Linked DNA regions of Hordeum vulgare: region 2 is linked to region 1. Evidence: chromatin contacts called from public Hi-C data. All regions are on one chromosome and are shown on one strand. The core of a region is the stretch at or near the end of the contact, and the rest is flanking DNA. Distances in the headings are between cores, read along the strand shown.

The links. Hi-C and Micro-C count contacts between places; a contact is called where the count stands out from the background.
Region 2: a Hi-C map of leaf shows a contact between it and region 1, with 5 times the contacts expected there. The contact joins the promoter of LOC123409117 here to the promoter of LOC123409091 in region 1. A contact is called at or near these places in 2 of 6 Hi-C or Micro-C datasets (leaf and seedling).

The regions. Positions count from the first base shown.
Region 1 is chr7H:78,064,161-78,069,693 of MorexV3_pseudomolecules_assembly, forward strand. It overlaps LOC123409091, which reads right to left and starts at 2,725. Exons shown (of 7, transcript XM_045102078.1): 1 at 2,346-2,725; 2 at 1,133-1,190; 3 at 498-578; 4 at 358-393. The coding sequence starts at 2,524.
Region 2 is chr7H:78,695,916-78,701,448 of MorexV3_pseudomolecules_assembly, forward strand. It overlaps LOC123409117, which reads left to right and starts at 2,069. Exons shown (of 1, transcript XM_045102099.1): 1 at 2,069-2,841. The coding sequence starts at 2,194. The coding sequence ends at 2,568.

The sequences.
Region 1 (5,533 bases), core at 1,475-3,974:
GGAAAGGGCTAGGCAATCCACATATACACTTCAACACCCCCTCTCACGTGTGACGCGGGAAGTCAACAAGTGGATAGAGTCGGAGGTATGGCTCAAGAGGCCTATATGTGAACACAAAGGGGGGGCACAGCAATGTTTTGATAAGTTTCAAAAGCCAGGACTTGAACTCAAGATCTTAGCTACGATGTCATGTTAAGATTCATGCACTAGCCAACGCAATCCACATATACACTTCAATAGTATATACATTTCACAATTGACATAGATATGGTTTTTAAATAGGTTCCCATTATCCCTGTAACGAAGAGAAATGTATATGTAAACTTCAGGAGAACAGAAAAGATGGAAATAGCATACCATCATTGCATCTCCTTCACATCTTCCGTCTAGTAACTGTGAGACCAACCAAATTCAGTCATTTAAACTGTGAAAGGGGAAAGGCAAATAGATGATAGGTAGGATGAGGTGGCAAAAGGATGAACCGAGCAAGCATGCACCTGAATAACCTTGTACATGCATCCCTTTGAGCCACCAGAAAAAGAAGCAAGCACAGTTGGCAATGGCTTTACTTTCAATTCCTGAAACACCAGCATTTTACATAGTTAAAAGCAAGAATTATATAAATAGTTGAACTGCAACCAAGTAGAAAGACAGTAAATAGAAGTCCCATTCCATGCCAGCTTATATGCATTCTTGTAAACAATACAGAAAGATTATAATATGTCAACATGCAAATATCTCAGACTCTAAATCAGCAAGATTATGCAACGGTTACCACTTGGACGGAAACTATAAAATAAATGGGAAAGGATGAAGGTACAAACTCTAAATTAGTGTGTTCTACCAGGGGTTCTTACGTCTATATATTTTTTGTATATAAATCATTTGGATGATTAAGGAGCCAACGAAAAACATTTTTGTATATAAATCATTTTGATGATTAACGGGCCAACGAGAAACAGTCCGATGTGTATTACAAAATAGTGTCAGTGCTGGAGTAGGCTAGATACAGTATGATCATTGTCTAAAACAACCAGGAATATGATTATTTATTATTTTCTTCATTTGAACATGTCAATGCTCTATACAACATGGTATTTGTGGAGTACAACAACCAAGAAAAAATTCCCACCTTTGCGAGCTCACTAATAACACCACATGCCAATGTTGCTGCTTTCTCAGAGAGATACCTGGAAGAAGAAAAGAATCAGTATAGTGCCATCAGGTGTAAAAAATAGTAACCTAAGGGTGCAGACTGCAGAGGACTCCATATGCAAGTTTACACCATAACCATTCAAGTATAAGATAAATGAAGCACAGTGCAAGGAACTCCATTGCTAGTGTTACAATATTACTCACTCACGTGTCATTTCAGGTGAAATACCCTGCTGAATGAAGCCTATAGCTCTACCAGCAACAAATGATGCTGATTAAGACCCTCTGCCTTCAGCAACATCTCATTTGATGCACTTAATTTGCTAATGTTATCCAAAAAAAAAATACTCTGATGTATCTGGAGAAACTACATAAAGGACTACCAAGCCTGCAGATGCACAAACTGTGTTTAGGCAACAAAACTCTGGGTGGATGTACCGAACATTCTTAACATACTGAAGCAATCCACACGTTATTTTATCTCCTTTTGCTAGTTCAACATACTACTAGTTTCAGAAGGTTCAATCTTCGTGTGTTTCATTTTACTTCCCAAAATTGATTCCTTCAATTTTTCACAACCTCGATTGCGCAAAAATCCAGGAACCACCATGCAAAACCTTCCATCATCGTCCAATAAATATAGCTTTACCAAATCTCAAAGCCTAACCAAACTCCGAACACGCAAGGTCGCTAAGACGCTAACCACTCGCATGCTGCAGCTACGTAGATATATTCACCTAAAAGCGCACAAAGCGACAATATAAGCCATGCAGAACATACAAGAGTAGAAATTGAGATTCTCGAACTAAGAGAAGCAACACGCAGTGATGAAAGGAGCGGCAGATCGAACACCACTCATCAATTAGCTGAACACCAGAGAAAATTTCATGACAAGCTAAACCTAATGGATAAAGCGTAGTCCCTGACGATTCAGGCAGACGCAAAATTAGCGAGCAATCTCAAACTAAACCTAATCGCAGCTACAAAATCAGTGACCAATGTCAGAATCTCTAAAATTAAACCTAGCCACATCTATGATTACACTCCACGAGGCCGTAGAGCTGCAATCGGCCACTTCTACACTACAAGCACAGACGAGCAACAGATCTCCCGAATCAAACAGCTAGCACAAGCAACAAGTGGCAGGGAGCGAGCGAGGGGGGGAAAGGAGAAGTAGCGCCGCCACTCACAGCGATACGAGGTCGGGGTGACAGACGAGGCAGCGCCAGCCGAGCGAGGCGTAGAGCTCGACGAACGGGCGCAGCTGCGCCTCGTCGCTCCACACCCACGCGAACACGACCACGACGCCCCTCGCCCCCGACGGCGGCGCGGGCGCCCAGTAGAAGCGGCCGCCGCAGCCGGGCCACATGGCCGGACGCCGCGCCTCCCTCCCACCCTCCGGCGAGGAAGCCCGGACGGACCTGGGCGGAGAATCGGGGGCGGCGGCAGGTGGGGGGGCGAGGGTTTGCGCTGCTGTCTCGCTCGCAAGGGGGAGGGGAGTAGCGGAGACGGGGACGGGAACAGAAGATGGAGATGGAGGAGATGGGTCGCTTTGGCGTCTGGTTCGTCGCGGATTTGATTATTTCTTTCTTTTTTGTGTGTTCCGTGAACTTGTGCGCCTCCTTTTTTTGCGGTTTCTGCACGGGCACGGGATTGGGTTTCTCGTCAGCGCATTTATTAAAGAAATGATTTTAGTGGTGATGGGTCAAAGCTATCCTACGCGGCTCCTAGGATAAAGATGAGGAAAACGTACGTGGCGTGTGTACGTATAGAAATACAGTACAATCCAATCATGCTTCATGTAGGACCGCCTACTTGAATGGGCCTATGTTTTACGAACCAACAACGTATCAATCAACCTTAATGTCATCTACTTCAAGATACAATACTTTAATATTATCTCAAGTATTCGTGGGAAGCGTATGTAGCATGTGCACGTATAGATACTTTAATATTATCTCAAGTATTCGTGGACGACATGTATCAAACAATTTTAGATTTACCATATTCAATACAACACAAAGAACTTTAAATAGTATCCTAAGATTTCTATCGGAAAAACTACTATGAAAACGTACAATCAATCCCTATGTATAGATTCTCAAGATCATGACAATTCGCAAGTTGATGTCATAACATATATCAACTGAATCAATAGAATACCCCATTGTCACCACGTATATCCACATTCAAGGCATACATCAAGTGTTCTAAAATCTAATATTCAATCCATCATAACGATATCTCAAAGGAAAAGATTCAATTCATCATAACAAGATAGCAAGGAAAAAATACCATATGATCCAACTATATTAATAAAGCCCGTGATACATCAAGATCGGGACATCTCAAGAACACGAGAGAGAGAGGGACTGGACACATACTACTGGTACATACCCTCAGCCCTGAGGGTGAACTACTCCCTCCTCGTCATGGCCTCCGCTGGGATGATGAAGATGGCTACCGGAGATGACCCCCCCCCCCCGACACGGTACTCGAAAGGCTCCATATGGGTTTTTCGTCGATACAAAGAGTTGCGCGGCGGAGTAGGAGTCCTTTGTTTATTTCTAAGGGTTTCTGTATATATAGGGTTTTTGGCGTTGGAATCACACTAGACATAGCCACGTGGCCCCACAAGCCATGAGGGCACGCCCTATTGGCTTGTGGCCCACAAGTGTCTCCCCTCTTGTGTTTCTTCACTCTCGTATTTCTTGTTTTCCCGAAAAAAAACATAAAAAAGTTTCGCGTGATTCCGATTTTTTTTATTTTCTGCACAAAAAACAACACCACGGTAATTTTGCTCAAAATAACGCCAGTCCGGATTAGTTCTAAATATTTCATATAAAGTCACTAGTAGAAAACATGCCTTTCGTGCGCAACATTAGTCCTGGTTGTGTTTTGGACCGGGACTGATGTGATCATTAGTCCCGGTTCCAACGGCTGGGAGCGGCTGGGGGCACGGCCAGGATTAGTCCCGGTTCATTTGTGACCTTTAGTCCCGGTTGGTATTACAAACCGGGACTAAAGAGGTGGTGGCAGGCTAGTGGCAGGTTGGGGCCCAGTGAACCCATTTCGTCCCGGTTGGTATTACCAATCGGGATTAGAGGTGGACCTTTAGTCCCAGTTTGTATCAACAACCGTGATTAAAGATGTCCCTATATAAACCCCTTCGTCCAGCCCGTGCTCATCCTCTCAGTTTTCTCTCATCCTCCATTTTTGCCAACATTTATCAAGATTTGAGGCACCCCATCTATCCAAGGGTTGTAAAAGGTTAGCAACTTCATGCTTTCACCTCTCATTGCTGGTTTAGCTTGTTTCATTCTCTATAAGTGTAGTGAGTTGTGGATTTTAGTTTTGAAGTAATTATGTGGGAGTTTATTTGATAATATGCAATTTGAGCTCAAATTAACTTCTTAGTTTGTATATGTGTACGTGTGGTTTACTTAGTGCCTTCCCGTCCCCCGACCTCACCGCCGTCGATCGCCCGCGCCGGCACCACCTTTGTGAGGCTCTTGTTCTTATCCTTTTTTTGAAAAAGAATCTTATTTGTATGATTTAGATAGTTTCTTGTATAATTTTCTTACTTCTATGAATGTTTGTTATATGTAGTGCCATGGTTTTGATATCCATCCGCGTTGGCTCTCGACCGGTTTATGATTCGAATGTGATATAATATATTTTATAACTACTTGTTGCATTTCATGTTTATGAAAATTATGCCCATCAAGTTGACATATGTATTTTTATCTAGGAGGTATGTGAACTGGAAATTGCAACCGACCCTCTTGTCGAGAAGTTAAATTTAGTTGAAAAAGAAAACGAGTATTTTAAAGAAAAAATTAAAAAAAATGAAGAAGCGAAGATGAAATTGGAGTTGTATGTTGTTGATGTCATCGATGATCACAAGATCAAGATGGATGCAATGCGCTTGAAGATTAAAAGGATTGGAAAATATGCCTTTAATAAAGAGGCTTGGTATCATTATGCTGTTGGATCAATTATTACCTTAGTTGCGATTCTGATCGCATTTCTTGTTGCATTTAAATGCTTTAGCTAGATAGTTGTATGTTGTTTTATGAGAATAAGTGTGTACGAACTTTATGTCTGAACTTGTACTAATTTAGTCTTTTCGGTGTTGTGTAATGAAGATGAACCGGCAATAGATGTACGATGAACGACGCTCTCCCAGTTCATTAACGACGCGCATAGTTTTCTGCGTGCGGCTGATGCAAACAAGCGGTATGGTTTTATGTGTTGTCCGTGTGGTGTCTGTAAGAATGACATGAATTACTCTAGCTCAAAAGTCCTTCACGTCCACCTGTTTACGTCCGGCTTCATGTCCGGCTATAAATGTTATACCAAGCACGGAGAAAGAGGG
Region 2 (5,533 bases), core at 819-3,318, 630 kb after region 1:
CTGTTTTTTAAATTTTATTTTTTGTTTTCCCCTTTTCTTTCTCTTTTTAGGTTTTTTCTACTTTAAATAATTTGAAGCTTCAAAAATGAACCAAAAATATAAAAAATACGAATTTTGAAAGAAAATGTTTAAATGTTTAATAAATCATAAAATGTTTGTGACTTAAAAATGTTACGGTTTTGTAAAAAAAATGTTTGCTTATTCTAAAAATGTTTGAAATAAAATGTTTTAAAAAGTTAGTGTATTTTTTTAATGAAATTGAATAAAAATTCACCAATTTTAAAAAAATCATGAATGGAAAAATATCCTAAATGTTCAGAAATTGTTCGTGACTTAAACAGTATTATTTATTCTTTAAATTTTCGCTAATACAAAAAAGAGCGGACATTTCAAAAGATGTTTGTAAAACAAAAAAACAAATAATATTCGTGAATTTCCAAAATTGATCCACCAAATTCCAGTAAACTACTCGTCCATTCGATAAATGTTCGCCAATTCAAGAAAATTGTTTAATTTTTTTATACATTTTTTTCGAAATATTATAGAATTTTCTTTATTTTAGAAAATGTTTGACAATTTGTATAAGTGTTCACAAATTTAAAACATATTCATGATTTTTAACTAAGGTCATGGGTTTAAAAAAATGTTCATAACTTCAAAAATTGTTCGTGATTTCATAAAATTGGAAGCGTTAATGTATTTCGGTGACGCAACTAAATATGACCATGACCATTTGAGATTATGATGTTTTTTCTTTCGTTACAACGCATGGACACTTTGCTAGGAATAATAAATGGGTTATTGCTTCTGACGGTACGATATGGAAATTACCTTCAAAGTTGCAAACTATTACTCTCCAATGCCACTTATAAATGATTAAAATGTATTTTACACATGGGAATCCCCTTCCTGCGCCGGCCATTGCAGTAGCGACCTGCTATACTACGGTTTGCGCACGGGAGAAGATGCAATGTGCCCATTTGGTCGGTCCATGTCTCCATGTCGAGACGGTTTGTTTTTTGAAATTTCGCTTTTCATTTCTTTTTGTCTTCCGTTTTTTTTCTACTTTAAATAATTTGAGACCTACAAAAGATTCCATAAACTAAAAGAAATGAGTATTTTGAAATGAAATGTTTAACAAATCATAGAATGTTTATGGATTCATAAACGTGATTTGGTAAAAAAATATTTGCTTATTCACAAAATGTTTGAAATTCTAAAAAAAATGTTTGGTAAAGAAAAAAATCATGATTTCTTAAAAAGTTTGTGCATTAAGAAGTGTTAATGAAATTAAAAAGGAATTTACCAATTCGATAATTCAAGAATGTAAAAATATCGTAAAATTCAAAAACTCTTCGTGACTTACATAATAGTTTATTCAGGCTGAGTTTAGTTCAACTTTTTTTTACTGACTTTTGCTTTGAAAATCTAAAAGCTAACCAAAGGGGTAAATGTTCAAAGCAACTTTTGAGAATCTGTAGCTTTTTTCTAGTGAAAATTTCAAAGCTGGGGTACCCCAACTTTTCAGCTTCTAGCTTTTTCACATCAGCTTTTTCATAGCAGTTTTTTTAGAATTTGCAGCTCAACCAAACACAGCCTCATTCACAAAATGTTCGCTGATTCAAAATATGATCATGCATTTCAGGAAGTTTGTTAAATAAAAAAATGTTCATGAATTTCAAAATATCCATCAATTTCCAAAAAAAAAAAATTCGATTCTAGAAATGTTTGCCGATTCAAGAAAATTGTTTAAAGAAAGGCTGAATTTTTGTTGCAAATAGTGTAAAATGTTCTTGATTTAAGAAAATGTTCAAAATTTTGTAACATTGTTCACGAATTTGAAAAATGTAGATGCTCACGAGTTCAAAAAAAATGTTCATGATTTCGATTTTTTTTATGATTTCACGAAATTCAGAGTGATAATGTATCTCGGTGATACAACAAAATATAGTCCATTTAAGGTTATGATTTTTTTTTCCATTGCAAGGTTCGAGTCCTTTTGCTAGTTCTTCTTTTCTAGCCGCGACGACGAGCCGGAAGGCCCGGGAGCGGCTCGGTCGGCGGTCTCTTAAAAGGCACACCATCCGCGGCCCACTGGACTGGTACCATACAAAACACAACCATTTCTTGCCCTCTCCGGCGTCGCGCGAGGATCCACCGATAGCCCACACGAAAGAAGCAGCACGCGCGAGGATGGCGGGCACAACCACCACCACCCCGACCGGCGGCGGCGGAGGAGCGGGGCAGGGGGGTCGCCGGACGCTGGGGCTGCTGGCGAGCGCGGCGAAGCGCAAGGACGGGTTCCTGCAGCTGCTGCTGATGTCGGGCATCCTCATGATGAGCCTGCGGTCCCTGAGCCAGAAGCATCGCGTCCGCGACCTCGCCAACGACGCCGCCGAGCTCAGCCTCGAGCAGGAGCACATCACCCACCGCATGCGCGAGCTCCAGGGCGAGCTCGAACGCGATGCCGGTGCCGACGCCTCGGGCGCGTTCGCCCCCCACCTCCGCCGCATCTTCGCCGCCCACCCTCCCATCCCCACCCCCGCCGCCGCCGCCGAGGACAAGTAGCTCCCTCGCCTCCGTCCAGATCGTGGCGGCGCGCCTTGCTCATCGTCCTCTTCGTCCCTGTTTACCCTTTGAGATCTGGGTTCTTGGCTTGTGTAGATGCCTCTGAACCATGACCGTGCACGCCATGTGTTTGTGGAAATGCCGGAGAGGGGCTGCCGGGTTGTATCGAACCGGAAACCACATTTTGTTACCTGCCTACTCACATCGCGCCACATTGTGCTGCACTTGATGGATCAATTTTGCAGTTCCTCTATATATTCAATAATTTTCTGAGCTGGTTGTTGATGCGCTCTACTATGTGCTTGAATGATGCACATACGGCTATGGCCGGTGCAAACAAGAGTAGAATCAGCTAGGCGTCCAGTAGCATCCAAATTTCGTGGACTGCATTTGGATGCCATATGTGTGCCTGGAGTTATATAGACTGATGAGACTGATCCTGCTTGATTCAAATTTTGTGGACTGCATTTGAATGCTCACCCCGAGTGTAACATAGATGATCTCTCATGTCAGAAAGCCATAAAGAGCTCCTGGAAATACAGCCCCGATAGCTTTCGTCAAGAAAAGTTTGGACGTCGTGGCTCTCGTTCGCTGCTCCCCAAACCTCAAATCCCCCGCCACCGTGGCTGAGCGCACATGCAAACATTGAGATCATTTTTCGGCACAACCGCGTCGCAGTGTTGTGCCGTGGTTTGAGCAACTGGACACTGCTTGGTTAATTCGCATTCGCTGGTCGAGCTTGTGAAAACCATCAGTTCTGAATCTGCAGTTATCTGAACTTTTCCATTTGGGATTTGGCTTTGGGTGTTATCAGGTGAGGAAGCTACAGAAGGCGTTTGGGAGAGAGGGGAAGGCGCGGAAGGAGCTGCCGCTGGAGCTGATGCAGAAAGCCTCGTTTGAGATACCGCAGAAGCTGCATGATTTCGGAGCAAACAGGAACACCACTGAACATCAAGGTGGTATCGCCTTGCTCTGTTGACAACTTGGAACACTGATGCTAAGTTGGAATTGTCATCAGGTGCACTTGAAATGTTGGAGTGTTGAACTTTCATAACCAGTATTAACATTAGGATTTTGTACCTCTCTCCGACATGGAGTCATTGGTTTGCATTGTTTTTCTCGATGGCCTGCTCGTGTATCTGGCCTAATCCGCCATTGCAACTATCAGGCACTTTGTTGGCTGGGGCATGGTCCATCTCATGGTTCCAAATTAAGAAGAGTTTGAATGGTGTGTTCGACACATCTGGGAACTAGCACAGTTTCCGGGTTGAATAAATAACAGAATTTGGCTTCCTCAGTTTTTTTTCCTTCTCTGTTTGTAGCATTTGCTTCTCCATGGATGTCTGTTCTATTCCCTTTACTAATTTCATATATGAGCAGCAGATTTAGACACAGCATTTGGACTTCGAGCAATATAGGTTCCTTTTCATGTAGGGGCTTCTTAGACTACGCCCTGTGAATTTAATCCTTGTTGAGAAAATGATAACATGATGGGGCCAACAGCTCAGAAAAGTTAGGCATCTTTTGTCGTTGCTTCATATTTTCAACTGATGCTGTAATTTCATTTCCTTGCACAGCGTTTATATATATTCTCATGTATATAGGTTAACAAAATTGAATTGATACTTCAGGCAAAGCACGTTCATTTGTTTCACGTTTTGGTTGTGCAAAATGTTTCTCCCGTATTTATCTAGAGAGGTGACCTATTTTATGCCATTATTTCACCAAATTTGAACTCCATACATTTTGGCGTAATTGATCCCACAAGCTATATATTCCCGGTGTGTTCAGAGTCTGATATATCAGAAGTGAACCTGCTCAGAACAAATCAAATTTGAGCCTCTCTAGTAAAGAAATAAGTATGTGAGATTGACTGAATCTGTATTCACTTTTATGTATTGGTTCATTATATTTATACTCCTTATCAGGTTTTCATTCAGCTTCAGTGTTGCTTTATGGTTCAGTATTTAGGGAAGTTTAAATGAGCATTGGAGTACAACTGGGATATGCTTATGGAGGACATTGGTCTTTGGATACCTGTCAATGTATGGCATACTGAACATAGTGACAAGCCTGAGAATGAACTAGAAGGTTATTTCTGTTACACCGTTCATGTGGATAGACTTTACTGATTTATTTAGTTTCTGAAATTTAAACATGACGTAAGGAATATTTGTGCGACTACTTTTTATATGTAATAATGATGTTGCAGAAGAAGAGATAATAGCAGGTGAGTGCAATGCTGAAGTACATTCTGATTATAGTGGTGCTGCTGTCAGCTGGGGCTTAACACAACACCATAAAGAAAATGCTGCTGATTGCTGTCAAGCTTGCATAGTCTTGTTCTTGTGCATCTCTGGTGATTTTTTTTTTTCCAGAAAATTGTATTGACTAGTCTTTCCTTGAAAGTAGTTCCGGCTGTTTTGTGTGGCATAATTTGTTCGAATTTCAGAGCCTTTTTTTCTTTTCAACATTTGGAAATAGGAGAAAAAAATGTCTATCCAGAGATCCCATCTATCATAAAGCACGGATCCTGCTTGTAACTCGGTTGTCGAGTGGAAAGAGTGGACAGTGCATGTTGAGCAACAGGTGATAAACCACTCTTGTTCTATGAAATAGTCAATACGACCACCTTAGACCAACTTTACCACACCCGGTAAAAGCTCGCAGACTGTAAAACTCCGACGAGTATAGGGATTCGACCAGGTTTTTTTGGCCAGATCAGATCCAGTATATTCGGGCGGGTCGATAACGAGTTTACAATGACCCGCAAACAGACCTCCCACTCGGTATATATCCGGGTCCGCGAGGTCGATACAGGTCGAAACCCTATCCCTTTGCCGCTGCGATTACCCATTCCCCATCTCTATTTCTCTCCACCGATGGCCAAAATATGCCGCCCCGCCCACCAATCCGCGGGATGTGGAGCTCCGCCCGGCGCAACGACGATGACCCCCGAGCGGAG